2 separate regions of the Zea mays genome follow, and region 2 is linked to region 1. A link is a contact called in public Hi-C data. All regions are on one chromosome and are shown on one strand. Each heading gives the region's core, a stretch centred on a gene start, on an enhancer-like site or on the middle of the called end of the contact. The rest is flanking DNA. Distances are from core to core; before and after follow the strand shown.

What was found. Hi-C and Micro-C count contacts between places; a contact is called where the count stands out from the background.
Region 2: a contact with region 1 is called in a Hi-C map of leaf, with 7 times the contacts expected there. The contact joins the promoter of LOC100381936 here to the promoter of LOC100279859 in region 1. A contact is called at or near these places in 2 of 25 Hi-C or Micro-C datasets (ear and leaf).

Annotation. Positions count from the first base shown.
Region 1 is chr3:130,939,528-130,943,642 of Zm-B73-REFERENCE-NAM-5.0, reverse strand. LOC100279859 (AP-3 complex subunit delta) reads left to right here and starts at 2,302. Exons shown (of 2, transcript NM_001152812.2): 1 at 2,302-4,115. The coding sequence starts at 2,358.
Region 2 is chr3:131,468,498-131,472,612 of Zm-B73-REFERENCE-NAM-5.0, reverse strand. LOC100381936 reads right to left here and starts at 1,951. Exons shown (of 21, transcript NM_001350018.1): 1 at 1,606-1,951; 2 at 721-950; 3 at 411-592; 4 at 28-211. The coding sequence starts at 1,669.

The sequences.
Region 1 (4,115 bases), core at 1,053-3,552:
ACGAATGCAATGTGCTGCAAATGTGAGTAAATAGTTCTGATGTTAATTATTTTTATTTAAGGCATATAGTGTTTTATATTTGTAGATACACGAGTTAAGTTATGAAATTCCTATGAACTCATTGCCAAGATTTTATAGGTTTTCCGGGATAAACATGGTTCCTTTCTGGATACGGATTGGACCATGAATCTGTAAAGTAAGGTCATTACCAGATAGATCTTAGCAGGTAAACAATAGGCAGACTATTATCTGGTAGGTACCAAGATCAAGAACAGGAATTTACAAGGTACAGATCTATGTAGTCGAGCCGCAAATCTTTGAGTGCCGAACAAAGATCCTCCTGCACATCTTCAGGTGCATGGTTACCTGGCCTGAAAAATTTAGTGTTTCTGACCTTACAGCAGAAACCAATGATCAGCATCATTGCTTCAGATAAGCTTGAGAAGAGAAGCCTTACCATAGCTTAGAGGTGACAAACAGATCTCCACGCTTGACCACGCCATCCTCAAGTAGTTTCTCTAAAGCCAGTCCAACCTATAAAAGAGAATAGACTTCAATCTAACAACTGATTGTTTATGAACTTGCCCTATCTGGGAACAAATTTTCATCAAGTTTGGAAATTGGAGAATATGACTAACACTGTCATGCATTCTGCAGTGCATTTTTTGTTTATCAAGAAATAGGAGTTCTGATGTTATAGTAACTGGATTTGTATTATTTAGTTGAATGTTAAATGTTCTTTAATGTTTTGTTTTATATTTGGATCAAGGGTTAAATAAGCTAAAGGATGTCCTCTTTTTGTATTGAGATACACCACAAGTATTAGTGACGTAATGTAGATTCTTCAAAGTTTATAGAGCTCTTATGGCTTTACATGTCCTTTGTTTTGCATGTATTCATGAGGTAAATGATTCTAAAATTGATATCTCATTAATTTGAAATATCTATCATAAGGATGTCTATGCAGTGGAGATGCTAATTATTTGCATGTACCGACTGCAGGAACGGACATAGGTGTTCGGACAAAACCATATCAAAATGTTATCTCCCAAAACACTTTTTTGTGCAAAAGCAAGAGCTAAACATGTCTACATGGTTAGTTGGCAGACTTTTATTCATGTGTTTCATTTCGCTATTATGGTAACTTAGATCATACATAAGTTATTTAGTGGATACATCTTGATACAGTAAATTATCAAGCATTGTCTATTGTGTGCCACAACGCCATACATTCTTGTTGAGCCTTATGTCCTAATTACCAAGCAGACCACAACTATATATGATCTGAATCTGAAATGAAATAGAAGTTACCTAACCTATTTACATATACTTTAACTAATGATAAGAACAGAATTGGATCTAAGTTCTATTATCAAGATCCAGATGCACATATATATTTTGTTCTCGATCTTAAAGCTAGAGCAAGGGTCTAAAAATTTTAGGTTCCAGCGGCAACATCTGCATTGAGGATTGCTAAAGGTGGGTGTTGCAGCTGGTGGCCGTGACCTGCCTCTCCCTGGCCGGCAAGATGGAGGAGACCCTCGTGACCTAACCTCCCTCCTGGACCTACAGACAAGGCAATTAGAACACTACTTGCCATGCATACATGTCATTATGGCTATATGTTTAGTCCCAATAATAATTATGACTCTCGTGAGTTCTTTCTTAATTAATCAAGGCTGATGAACATTGATTGATTATTGTTGATTGCACGTCATTGCAGGTTGACAACACCAGCAGATACAACTGCTTCGAGCCTAGGACAGTCATATTATGGAGATTATCAACCTGATGGCGCTCAACTGGCGGCCCGGTCGTATTCGATTGTTAATACATTCAATAAACAGACATCTGCAACTCTTACAAATTTGTACACTTAGTTTACATTTTCTTTTTTGGTGGAGGACAATTTTGTTTAGAGTTTAGGGTATTTTTGCTTCAGTGCAATTTCTGAGAGATTTGAGCAATGCACGTCCTTGAAATTTAAACATGCATCATTATTAAAGGTCTACCGTGAGATATGTGAAAACCGTTGCAACGCACGATTAGGACCCTAGTATGTATTAAGAAAATAGAAAGTGAATATTAAGTAGGGATTATTAATGGTAAGGGCTTCTTCGGTTATTCCTATCCCATGTGGATTGGATGAGATTGGAAAAAATTGTGAAAAATTTTGACTTGTTTGGGATTGAAACCCATCCAATCCCACACAATCCACATGGATTGAGAGCAAAACGAACCAGCCCTAAAGAGTTGATAATCCCGACGGTTCGACTTCGAGCCTTCCTTTCATCTCGGCCGCGCCAACACGGTTCTCAGTTACCAGATCAAGCCCCTTTCCTCTTGAGCCACCGCTGATGGCCTCCACCCCGCCGGCGCCCGCCGTGGCGCCGTCGCTGGTGGACACCCTCTTTCAGCGCTCCCTAAATGACCTCGTCAAGTCCCTCCGAGCCGACCCGTCGGCCGCCGGCGAGGCCCCCGCCGTTACCCGCGCGCTCTCCGAGATCCACCGCGAGATCCGCGCCCCCGACGCCGCCACCAAGTCCGTCGCGGTGCAGAAGCTCACGTACCTCTCCTCCCTCCACTTCGCCCCCGTCTCCTCCCACCCGCTCGCCTTCCCCGCCATCGAGCTTCTGGCCTCGCCGCACCTCCCCCACAAGCGCCTGGCCTACCTCGCCGCATCTCTCTCGCTCCACCCGGCCTCGCTCTCCCTGCTCCCGCTCGCCACGCACCAGCTCCACAAGGACCTCTCCCCCTCCGCTGGCGCCCACCAGCACGTCTCTGCGCTCGCGCTCCAGCTCCTCGGCTCACCCGCCGCGGCTGCCGCTCCCGACCTCCCGGTTCACCTCGTGCACGACCTCGTGCCACACCTCACCCGCGGCAGCCCCCGCGCTATTGCCGCCGCCGCGCGCGTCATAGCTGCCTCTCCGTCCGCGGCCGTGCCGGTCCTCTTCAAGCCGCTCGCAGCCTGTCTCGCCTCTCCCGATCCTCGGGCGTCCACGGCTGCTGTGGCAGCCTTCTGTGACCTATCGGCGCCGCCTGCTGACGCGACTCCTTTTCTGCCGCTTGCGCCCGACCTCTACAGCCTGCTCACCACCTCCCGATCCAACTGGGCGCTCATCAAGGTGCTCAAGGTGTTTGCGCGACTGGCTCCTCTCGAGTCCCGCCTGGCAGCTAAAATTGTCGACCCGGTCTGCCAGCTCCTCACTCGATCTGCGGCCATGTCACTGACCTTTGAGTGCATCCGTACGGTACTCACTGCACTGCCAGCACATGATGCCGCAGTCCGCCTTGCCATTGGGAAAACCAAGGAGTTCATTGCTGCTGCTGATGACCCCAACCTTCGGTACCTTGGGCTTCTGGCTCTTGGTATGATTGGCCCAGCATATGCATCCACAGTGAATGATTGTTGGGATGCTATTGTGAAGTCACTGGGTGATGCTGACGCGAACATTCGCCAGGAGGCATTGCATCTTATTATGGGGATGGTTAATGAAAACAACATCATGGACATTGCTGGTATCCTGATCAGTCATGTTCCAAAGTCAGACCCAGAGTTCGCAAGTGACATTCTTGGGGCTGTTCTAGCAGCATGTGGGCATAATGTGTATGAGATGGTGGTGGATTTTGATTGGTATGTTTCACTCCTTGTGGATATGGCAAGAACTCTGCATTGTGCCCAGGGGGATGAGATTGGTCGGCAGTTTGTTGATTTAGGACTGAGAGTGCAGGATGCGCGGCCAGAGCTTGTCCGTTTAGCTCGAAGTCTTCTGATTGATCCTGCTTTGCTTGGAAATCACTTCCTCTTCCCTGTTCTTTCAGCGGCTGCATGGATTTCTGGTGAGTATGTGGACTTAACGAAGGATCCTGTTGAGCTTGTTGAAGCACTGTTGCAACCAAGGACCAGCCTCCTGCCAATTTCAGTGAGAGCTGTCTACATCCATGCAGTATTTAAATTGATTACGTGGTGTTTCAGTGTGTATGTTGGGAGATTGGGTGATTCAGGCATGGCAATGGATGTCATGTTTGACAGGTTAGCTGCTGATCAAACTGTTAGTGCGGAAAGCAATGCTGCACTTGGGTCTGGTGAAGAGCAAGATATTGGGGCGAGCACA
Region 2 (4,115 bases), core at 702-3,201, 530 kb before region 1:
AATATCACTATGGTTGCATTATTATACCTTCAGAATGAAGAAGTTGCAGAAGTTCCATATTGGAGTGAACCGTTGCTCACTTAACCTCCGTATTTCCTCTTCATAAAACTGAACCCGCCTATCCAAAGTGTTTCTGATGCAGTCCACCATTTTAGAGTCAAAATCATCCCAGAATTCCGTGTCAGGTCCATGGAGATCAAACTTGCAGCATCTATATCAGAAAATGAACAATTTTTACACTGTTATAACTCACTTGTAGTAACTCTTTACCCAAGTAGAAATAAGCTAATGAAAGGAAACATAACTGCAAAATAACAGCAAATGAAAAGCTGGGTTGGAACAATTGGAAAACTTTAACACATGCATTTTTTTCCAAACCAATACTACCGTGAAGAAGTTGTAACAAGTACCTTTCTCTCTTTTTGGTGTTGAAATCAGCCTCCAGCCTAGCATATACTTTCTTTGCCATCTTAGTTGCTTGATCATTGCTAGGATGGGCCTTCGACACAAACACAATGAACCATTCTCGTTCATCATTTTGCACAATTAATTTGAGGCGAGGCTTAAGAATGGTCTTGAATTCATCAAGGTCCTGCACATTTTTGTATATAAACAAATAAATGAATGGCAAAGTCATCCACATGGCCATTTGGCGAGTACAAATGAATCAAAATGATTAGCATACAGTAGGATCAAGAGGGGGATGTGGGTGGGGAGTACCTCACAAGTAACAAGAACAACAGTCGCATATGGCTCCCGGAACCAGAATAAGTACTGTTCTTGTGGGAATCTACTCCGCAGTCTTGAATCAGTAGTTTGTATAAACTCAGCTGGAAGATTTTCAACAAAAACAGGGTTCCTTGCCTTGTTGTTGAGACAGGCCTTCTTCACTGGCACTCGTTGTTCAAAACTTTCCTTGACATTTAGCCACAAGTCACTAACATCTTCAACTGTTACAAAAGTCAAATCAACATACGAGAAGGAATTTGTAGAAATATACAAACTTGAAACCACTTCAACAGCTTGGACAGCAAAGAAGTATGAATTATATAGGTAATAGGTCTACTTCAATTGTGATCCGAATTAACCCCTAGAGGGTTATTAGTCCATCCATGCTAGATACCCGTGCACACAGGTTGTAGCACAGTAAGGCCGGTGGATGCACACTCGTCCGTACTGTCAGAGTTATGTCCCCGAAACAAAGGAGGTGATGGAACAACATATTTACATGAGTTCGTTCAGAGTGACATTGTAACTCGTCATGCAGGAACAAGATTGAGCTACCAAAATGGTAATTCGAGATCTCTCACGTATTCATTAGCTTAAGCAATCTGAAACTAAAGAGGGCAAAGGAAAAAAAAACTTGAGCATTCTGAAACTATCACTATAGGCACTATGCAACGAGCAGGCACTCAGCTACACAACCAGACAAAGCACGGTAACGCCATTCCTGCACGAATCTAGGCTCGTTCGGAACCTTCCAGATCACACGGCAACAAGATCAGGTGGACCAAGCTACCCAGATCGCGCCCCCGCAGCGCAGTTCAGATCCTTGGGGATAGAATTATGTTTTTGCAATTAAGAGGGGAGGCGACAGGTTCGTACCGGCGATGACGATGCGGTCGCAGGAGGACTTGATGGTCTGGAACTGCGCGAGGTAGTTCGCCATGGCCGCCGGCCGAAGCGGCGGCGGCGAGGTAGGCGGAAAGTGATGGGCTCCGCGCCGGTACTAGTGCCCGGCGCGGCCGCTACAGCTTCTGGGAAGTCGCCGGATGCGCTAGCGAGGTGCAAGGTCCCCGAGATGCGGAGGCGACGGGGAGCAGTGGGGTGTCTGCTGAACACGAAACGGGTCGGGTGCGGAGGAATTACGACGGTAACGGAACGAGGGCAACTACTGCTGTGATGCTCGCTTCTGTCCGATAAATCAATGATCCAACCGTACGCTTGGCCCATTTGGCAGTGCTTCTCCCTACCTGCTTCTATTAGGCTTCTTATTGTTAGGAATAACAACGAAGAATATATCGTCGGATTTTAGCTCTCGGTCTCTACGACGAAAAAATTCCGCTACGGAGATCTCATGAACGATTGTGGAGGATATTTATTTCTTATTCTTATTCTCGGCAGATATAAATTCGCGGAGATCCCTGTATCCGATTAAATTATAAATAGAATGTACTTACTTTGTTATGATGTAAAATATTGTCACATATACACATTTGTTATATGTAAAAAATCATTATATATAAATTAAAATAAACACATTTGTACATCGAGTGATTTCTTTATAATATAATTATTTATTTTTTATTATTAACTATTAAAAAACATCATCGCATGTAAGTTTAAAGAATCCCCACGGGGAACAGGAATGGAGAATGCTTCGACATTCTAGTTTACGCATCGGGTGATAATTTTTTCTTGTTTGCATCTCGTGTGGGTAAGAACTTCTCTATTTCTATCCTCTAATCAAAGAATTCCATATGAAAATCGGGACTCAGAGTGTCATTGTCATCTCTACCTATCGTAAGCTGTAGCAAACACCAATTTCTTAAATAGCTTTTGATAGAAAGCATTTCTTCCTTTTGTACTACATAGGTGAAGCAGAAAAAACTAGCTTCCCTAGCTTTGGCTCGTGCTTTTTTTTTAAAAAAAAAACTCCCACCGTATAGAAGAATATGATCTCCATTCTAACGTTTGCGAGTGTCCAGCGATGAACATGTTGACGCCTTTTTTGGCGCCAAACACTCAACACAAACCGGCGGCGGTGCTCTCTGCACAGACGCGGACGATCAGTGGCCAGGGGTCGGACGGTCCGCGACCTAGTGCAGGGCTAGGGTTTCCTGCCTGACGGCCGGATGGTCCGCGCCCTAGGACTGGACGGTCCGCGCGTGCGCAGGGGGCGGCGAAGGTCGCCGGCGGTGCTTAGATCTCGCTCCTGAGAGGGACCCCGTCGGGGAGGAGAGATCCTAGGTGATGTCTAGGCTCGGGCAGACCGACCTAGACTCCTCTAATCGACGTAAAGTCGAAGAGAAGCGGAAAATTTAGGGATTGAGAGGCTAAACTAGAACTACTTCTAATTGTACAAGAAATAAATGCGAGATTGAAGTGTTATTGATTCGATTGATGATTACAAATCGGTCGTATACCTCTCTATTTATAGAGGAGGGGGGCTAGACCCTTTACAAACTAATTTCCGAGCTAATTCCGCGAATCTAGCTAACAACCGTAGCACAAAACTTGGAACCCTAATCTGCTCTGCGCACGCGCGGACCGTCCGACCTCAGGGCCGGACCGTCCGCTGCTCAATTTAGTGGTCAACAGAACTCTCTGTGCCTTCACGCTCCTTCGGTGAAAGTATCTGACCATAGTACCGCACCCGCCCTCATGGTCGCTGCCCAAGGCCAGCACGGAGCCGGCCTAGGCACGCTGGAGGCGGTCGCGGCATCCCTTCTGTTCCCATTTTGTCTGTTACTTTAATATTGGTATCAATCCATATATATTGAGGTAGATTGTAACGTAAACTAATTTAAGTTACACTCCAATTCACCTCAATATATATGTATTAGTGTCAATATTGGAGTATCTGTCGGTGTTTTGGGTCCGACCGCACACCCGGGGTTGCCTCTCAAGGTGTTTTTAGGAGTAGGACGGTGTCGCCGACTGTAGCTAAATGGTTCGTGCCGGATGCACGAGGAACAATGGACAGTGTTTACAGGTTCGGGCCGCTTGGAGATGCGTAACACCCTACGTCCTGGTGAGAATGCTTTACGTGGTGGATTACAAGGGAGCTCTCTAACACTAGAGAGTAGAGAGTTGGGGTGGATGGCTGAGTAATGAGATCGATCTTTTTGAAGGGGTGCCCCCTAGGCCTTATATATTCGACCGTGAGGCAATACATGCGGATGTGATAACAATGCGCACCTAAGAGATAGTGAACTGATTGAGTCTATCTTCCTATAGTTCTGTCGACTTATCCTCGCCTGGTTCCGTTGTACGAGGCTCCAGCGCGGGAAAGTCGGGTCTCTGTTGCGGTTGCTTGCTCAACGTTGTTGGGCCATCCGGGCTCGCACCGATCCGGCCTTATGTCGATCTGCTTCACTGGTCGTTCTTCCCCA